Linked DNA regions of Mus musculus: region 2 is linked to region 1. A link is a contact called in public promoter capture Hi-C data. All regions are on one chromosome and are shown on one strand. Each heading gives the region's core, a stretch centred on a gene start, on an enhancer-like site or on the middle of the called end of the contact. The rest is flanking DNA. Distances are from core to core; before and after follow the strand shown.

Region 1 (3,459 bases), core at 671-3,170:
CCAGAAAGCCCAGTGCCACTCAATACCCAACACAAGAGAGAAGGAGGCGAGGCCACTGACCTGCCAACCCCAGGAGGTTCAGTGCTAACCTACCACTCAGTACCTGCAGCCTGCTCGCCTGAAAAAGAGAATCCACTCCCATAAGGTATCCCACTGGGCCACTATCCTGCCTGACCATCCGACCACCACCACAACCTGTATTGCTGTCTTTCTGACACAAGCTCTCTTAAGGCGGAAGGGAATGACTTCACCCTGAATGCCAGTGGGAAACCCTGGGACACACTCCCCTCCAGTTAGGGGCTGCAGAACCCTGGAAAACACGCCTCCAGCAAATCTTCCCTCGGGGCTTGGCCCACTCATCTCAGTCCCAGCGCCCAAATTTCTATTTGTGGCTGGGCCGCAAGGGAGCAGGGCCCTTATCCAAAAGGAAGATCTGCCGGATGCAATCGTACAAGAGGCTTTCCACCCTCTTCCTGACCCCTAAAGTTCCTTCTAATTCGCCAGAGGCAGTTAAAGGACACTGAAGGTAAACACAGCTAGGTGGGATGGGCCCTGACCCAGGCCATTCCCTCACCTTCAGCACTTTAGCTTGGCAGTATAGGAAGATAAACTTCCAGCAGCCGCTGGCCTCTACCCCCCCCCCCCGCCCCAGCAGAGACTAAAGGTCTCCCCACCAAACTGATGACAGAAACAGGAGATGGGGGAGAAGCCAAACAAGTGGCCAAAAGTACAGTGACCTTAACAGGGATATAAGGCTCCCAGTTTCTTCCTTCCCCATCTCCCCCATCTCTCAGGCTTCCCACCCCTTAGAGTCCAGGGAGAGCCATGGGCTCAAAACTTCCAAACACTAGGAAGCAGCTGCTGACTTCTCCTGGCACAGCAGCACAGGCAAAGGCTCTCCACCTCACTTGAGCCTCAGTTTCTCCATTTTCAACACAAGCAGGTTACTACGGGGGACAAGGGACTAGGGAGAGTGGTGAGTGATGAGGAGAGGACTCTGGTTCAGGAAGGTGATCTCACCACCTCAGGAGGTGGATGTTTGTGGTTTGGCCCAGGTAAGGGAGGGGAGGGGGGGTGCGGGGTGTGGAGATGGGAAAAGCTAACACTGGTAACAACCTCAAGCAAAGGACTCCAAGCTGAGTACTTTGGGGAGCTGGAACCAGGATCTACCTGGAGGGCAAAAAGAACTCCTTTTGAGTAGGCTGACCTTAAAGACCCAAAGAGACCGACACCCCAAGACCCAAGGCCACCTGCCTCTCCCATTGGCCCTGGGCCAGTGTCAAATCTCTGACCCCTTGACTCAGCAGAGGGCACAACTTAGGAGAAGGAAAGTGTCTTTCCACCAGGAGGGCCAGCCAGCCAGCACTTCCTGCGTAAACTAGGGGATCCCTGCCCAGATGGGGGTCTCTGCCTCTCACAGTTGGATAGGTTGTGCCCCTGGAGCGGCGCAGGACCTATCTTGGGGTGCCCTGGGCTCTTCACTTCCCCCAAAACCATTGCCTAGGAGACAAGCCGTCCACATTACAGCCGACCCCACCAGAGGGACCCACCCTGCCACACCCATGGGCGCGCTCGACCCAGGTGCCAGGCCAGCTCACCTCGGCTTTTGCCCTTGGCCCGCTTGGCCTTGTCGTCCGCTTTCTTAGCCCGCGAGGCTGTGGACTCGGCGCCCTCGGCCCCGGCCGCCTTCTTCTTGCGCCGTTTGCCCCTCAGCCAGCTGAAGGCACGGCGGAGGCCGGAGCGGGACTTCTTCCTGCGCGGGGGGCCGCCGGGGCTCCCAGGCTCGTCGGCCGCAGGTGCGGCGGGGGGCGCGCGGGCCGCCATGGCGCGGGGCTGGGGAGGCGCGGTGCCCGCGGCGGGGGTCAGGCCCCCTGCAGCGCGGCGCCCATGCGCGGGGGCGGCCGCCGCCGGAGACGCGCCCGGAGAAAAAAGTTTGGGCGGCGGAGGCTGAGCGATCGCTGCGGGGGCGGGGGCAGCGCGGGCGGGGCCGCCGGGCGGGCGGGGCTCGAGCGGCGGGAGCGGCCGTCGGGGGCGGGGGGGGGGGGGACGGTAGCAGCGCAGCGGCAAGGCGCCCCTCCCCGCCGGCCTTGCCCCGAGGGCGAGGTCCGGCTGCAGAGTAGAGGTTCCTCGCCCCGCCCCTCCTTGATCCTCGAGGGTCTGTCTCTCGAAAAACCCCGAGGGTGTTCGGGATTCGTAGGGCAGCGAGGTACTGGCCTTTGGATCACCCGGTGTCTCCTATGGTTGGGGAAAGACTTTTTTTCCCAGACACCTGGGACCTGTGGCAGGTATTCCCCTGGCTCAGGACCACCGGAGGGGGGTGGGGGGGAAGCCTCCAGCAATTGCTCTGTTCTTGGTTGTTTCTGATTCATTCCTGAGTACCTAGAGTGGGATGTTCAGGCCTCAGTTTACCCTTAACGAGGCTGTGATTCCCCCAGGGCACTTATAGTAAGACTCGGGCTTTCCTACTGAGATGCTCAACTACGATAAATAAGGGTGGATCTTGAGGTAGGCGACTAAGTGTGTGCCTGGAGAAGCTGGTTAAGGGAAAGCCTTTAGAAGTCTGGAAAATGCTGTGTTCATTTCCTTGCCGGCCTCTCGTGCTGTATTATAGCTGACCAAGCCCTTTTATATCTCTGATTTTATAAGCTGCGAGGAAAGCAAGGTAGGGAATGTTTCCCCCTTAGGACAGAAGGGAGAGTGAGGCCAGGAGGGAATCAAAGCCAGCATTCTGATGCTCATCTCTGCCTCGAGGCTAGCAAACCTCCGCGGCCCCCAGAAGAGTCTTGTTCATACGTCCCGCAGTTAGAGTTGAGAGTTGTCTAGCATCATCAACTTGACTTTTGTCACACAGCTTTCTCCCGGGGCCCTAGTCTGCATTAGGACAGGAACAGGACCTGATCACCCAGCCTAATCTGCCCTGGCACGCAGTAGACCTCACTCTAAGGTTGTAAGCGGACCTCAGTGCAGAGTGATCTGACCTGCTCCAGTCCCTGAACGGCCCCAAGGCTCCCAGCAGTGGTGAACCTGGGCCCTAAGGCAGATCACCTACTACCCATGCTGAGCCTCAGGCAAAGGGATAAATAAAATAAGTCTGCATGCATTCAGAAGTGGGAAGACAAATACTCTGGCTTTTTGTTTGTTTGTTTACATGTATAAACAAGTCTTTTCTGAATGCCAGCTGCTCCCAGCAGGAGGAGAGGAAGTTGGATTGGAGATCTAAAGGCGGCTGTCCTTGCCCTGGCCTTTGGAAAGTGTGGTCAGGAGAGTGTTCTTTATTCCTAACCACCAGTACCCACTCTTTCAGTACTCTCTTTCCTGTGGCAGAGTTTGGCTGTATAATCTTTAAGGCCATCATACTATCCTCGTGTCATCGTATGGTGGACCTATGTAAGCTGCTACCACTACCAACATGCCTGGCTGCAAAAAGTGTTGCTCTCGGGCTTGAGAGATTGCTCCCCG
Region 2 (3,459 bases), core at 347-2,846, 240 kb after region 1:
GAGATGCCCAAATGAGTGGGGAAGGACACCCCCTTCTGCTGCTGCCACAGCATCTTGGGGATATCTGTGTCATCAAAAGGTAGACTTGCACAGAGCATTACATACAGGACCACACCCATGCTCCAGACATCACCTTTCTTGCTATCATGGGGTATGCCCTGTAGCACCTCAGGGGCGGCATAGGCTGTGCTGCCACAGAAGGTCTGGCTCAGCTCCCTGCGTGACTTGGGTAGCACCTTGGCAAAGCCAAAGTCGGTCAGCTTCAGGTTGAAGCCCTGCAACAAGGCGTTCTCACACTTAAGGTCCCGGTGGGCCACGCCACAGCCATGGCAATAGCGAATAGCCTCAACCATCTGGCGGAAGAGGGCCTTGGCCCGGCTCTCGGGAAGTGGCCCTCCGTTCAGCACACAGTCAAAGACATCCCCTCCCTCAGCCAGTTCCATCACCAGGTAGATTTTTCCATCTGCTGACTCCAGCATCTCATACACCTGGATGATGTTTTTGTGGTCCAGGGTACGGACAATCTGGAGCTCACGAGGCAGGAATCTCTGGATAAACTCTGAGGGAAAAAGTGGGGAGACAAAAATCAAGATCAAAACGTCCTGGTTCCTCCCTCTTGGCTCCTGCTTTCCAGCTTCCAGACACCTACCATGTCTAGGTGTTCTTTCTTGACTCCCTGACCAGTCTCGGGTGTCTCTAGCAGCAAGTATTGCCTTCCTTTCATGATTAGCTCATCCTTGGAACCTCCTCCCAGCAGCCTGTGAGACCACAGATGAGGGATTTGGGAAGTTCAAAGCTATTGCATCTCACTATTCTTTCCAGGGATCTATTGTCCTGTCCCTCTTCCACCTGCAGGGTACCAGTTCCTGCTGTCTTCTGGCCAACGCCTCTTGGGACAGGAAAAACTGAGGACCTTTTGTTTTGTTTTGTTTTGTTTTTTATTTTGTTTTCTGAGACAGGGTTTCTCTGGATAGCCCTGGCTGTCCTGGAACTCACTTTGTAGACCAGGCTGGCCTCGAACTCAGAAATCCACCTGCCTCTGCCTCTCCTGAGTGCTGGGATTAAAGGCGCATGCCACCACGCCCGGTTTAGGACCCTTTCTTTTTCTTGTGCTACGATTGTGGCTCTGGAAAGGTGTGAGGATCCTGGTTTCCCTACATCCTTCTATTTAGGGCAGGAATCTGACTTGCTTTCTGCCATCCTGACTCAAAGGGAGGAAGAGATGCTCTGAGGAAAGGGCCTACCCGTGTTGGCTAGCCCACCCTTCCTCCCAAGGACCCCAGCTCACCTTCTGGCCCTCCCATCTTGTCTATAATTTTAATTGCCACTTTTCTTTGATGTTTTTTGGAAAATGCTTCTTTGACTTTTGAGTAGGTCCCTTCCCCAATGGTCTTGCCCAGCTGATACCCATTGGAGAGTAGAAAGTCCTCCATGCTGTGTAGCGCCTCCTTCTTGTCACCCTCTCAGCTCATGCTGCCTCTGCGAGGCAGCTCTACTCCACCATCGCCCTCGGCCTGCTTCTTTTCCCCCCAAGGACTTCATTCACAGCTGCCTCCAGGGCTAGAACATTCTCCGTCTGGACACAGCCACAGGTGGTGGGGAGGGAGAGGACCAGACATTTTTAAACTCCTGCCCAATTGTGATGTAAATGCTGTGTGACCCTCAGACAACATGGGCAGTGTCCCTACTTTCCCTCGCCACCACCAGCAAATCCAGCATGGGTTAAGTCAGTCTTGAGCAAGGCGCAGAGTGGTAGCGATGCTGGGGAACGGGCCTGGGTGGCCGCGTAGGTCAGGGAGGCGGGCCTTCTCCATGTGGGCTCCGCTTCCAGGCAGGTCGCCCTCACCTCCGAAGTCCCCATCCAGCTGTTGGGAAAGAGTGCAAACTGGTCACCAAGGTGCGATCTCCAGAGCCCTCTGGCCTCAGGCCCGGGCCCTCACTAAATGCCGGAACGCTCTGGGACTGCCTAAGAATTCCAGCGAGGAACAGGCTGTGTGAGGTCAGCACGCAGAGATCGGGGTCACAATGCAGTCCTCCCCTTCGACGCTGGGGCCCGGGCGCGCAGCAGACACCTGCCAGGCTCCGCCTGGACCGGAGCGTCCTCCCGTGGCCAGGGCTCGGGCAGTTGCTTCCAGCCTGGGACCGGCCTCGGCCTCTGGCAGGTAAGCCACGACACAGGAGACGGGCACGGGCAGGGAGCATCTAGGGGCCCGGAGCTGCCTGACCGCCACTCCTATACAGAGTGCCCCGGGGCCTGGACATGAGTGCCCAGGAGACCCCACAGGGTCGAAGATTCCCCATTGAGGCCGGAGACTCCCCTGGCCTTGCCTCCGCCCCCGAGTCCCAGGATAGCCCGGAGCCTGTAGCTACGGATCAAAACCCTGTCAGGTGAGTCCGTCGTCCCACCCCTCGGCCCTGCCCCATCGCCATCCCCAGGGCCCTACCCCCAAAGATCCCAGGCGCATCCCCTGGCGCGCCCCAACACTTTGCGCCCCCTGTCGCCTGCCGCTTTCGCCAGGCCGCTCCGACGCTGCCCGGGCTGCCACTGTCTGACGCTGCTGCACGTGCCCATCGACGTCTACCTGGCCATGGGCGGGAGCCCCCGGGCCCGTGCTACCTGAGTGCGCCTGCGCACGGCAGCTCTGCAGGAGCCGGGACGGACGAGGCCAGCCGCGGGCCACCACGCTGAGGTCGCACGCGCCGAGCACGAGACAATGATGCACATTTTAAAATAAAAGAATGATGCACATTTTAATAAAGCACAGCATAAACTGTTCTTTCCATTCCGGGCTGGCCGTGTATGTGTATCCGTCGGATCGGGCCCACCGACTTCTCGGACCCAGCCAGTATCACTCTTGGGCTACCTCCACTCTTAGACCAGACTTCCACCCGCCTCCACTTCCCTGCCCACCTCCCACTTAGGGGGTCGTCACCCTCTTCCAGGCGTTTTTTTCTTGGTGGTTACTTTCCCTTCACCCAGCTGTCAGTCTCCTCTTCCTTGTCTTGGCTTTGCCAATGAAATCTTCATTCTCTGCGGGACACTGGCAGCTTAGAGCAGCTTGGGACAGAAGCAAGAAAGGGAAAGATGAGCAGCCGATGTAGAAAATAAATAAATAAATAAATAAAAGACTGATGGGCTGGTGAGATGGCTCAGTGGGTAAGAGTACCCGACTGCTCTTCCAAAGGTCCGGAGTTCAAATCCTAGCAACCACATGGTGGCTCACAACCATCCGTAATGAGATCTGATGCTCTCTTCTGGTGTGTCAGAAGACAGCTACAGTGTACTTACATATAATAAATAAATTAAATAAATAAATAAATAAATAAATAAAAGACTGACCACTGCAACACCATGTAACTCTCCCAAGCTAGAATTAGATTTGACTCCCTGCTGTTCTTTGGCCTGCTGCAGGGGTCAGGCCATCTGACCCCATCTGTTTGGACCTTTTGTTTCTCCTA

The links. Capture Hi-C pulls out chosen DNA fragments and counts their contacts.
Region 2: a promoter capture Hi-C map of pancreatic islet shows a contact between it and region 1. The contact joins the promoter of Tssk3 here to the promoter of C77080 in region 1. A contact is called at or near these places in 3 of 115 datasets of contacts at active chromatin or transcription factors (embryonic stem cells and pancreatic cancer cells) and 2 of 9 other capture datasets (liver and pancreatic islet).

What each region holds. Positions count from the first base shown.
Region 1 is chr4:129,246,523-129,249,981 of GRCm38.p6, forward strand. C77080 (expressed sequence C77080) reads right to left here and starts at 1,921. Exons shown (of 7, transcript NM_001033189.3): 1 at 1,599-1,921. The coding sequence starts at 1,824. All of the region lies in intron 1 of Gm12976 (a long non-coding RNA gene), which reads left to right.
Region 2 is chr4:129,489,174-129,492,632 of GRCm38.p6, forward strand. It overlaps Tssk3 (testis-specific serine kinase 3), which reads right to left and starts at 1,597. Exons shown (of 2, transcript NM_080442.2): 1 at 1,289-1,597; 2 at 1-559. The coding sequence starts at 1,433. Fam229a (family with sequence similarity 229, member A) reads left to right here and starts at 2,017. Exons shown (of 3, transcript NM_001085491.2): 1 at 2,017-2,162; 2 at 2,242-2,388; 3 at 2,519-2,783. The coding sequence starts at 2,026. The coding sequence ends at 2,621.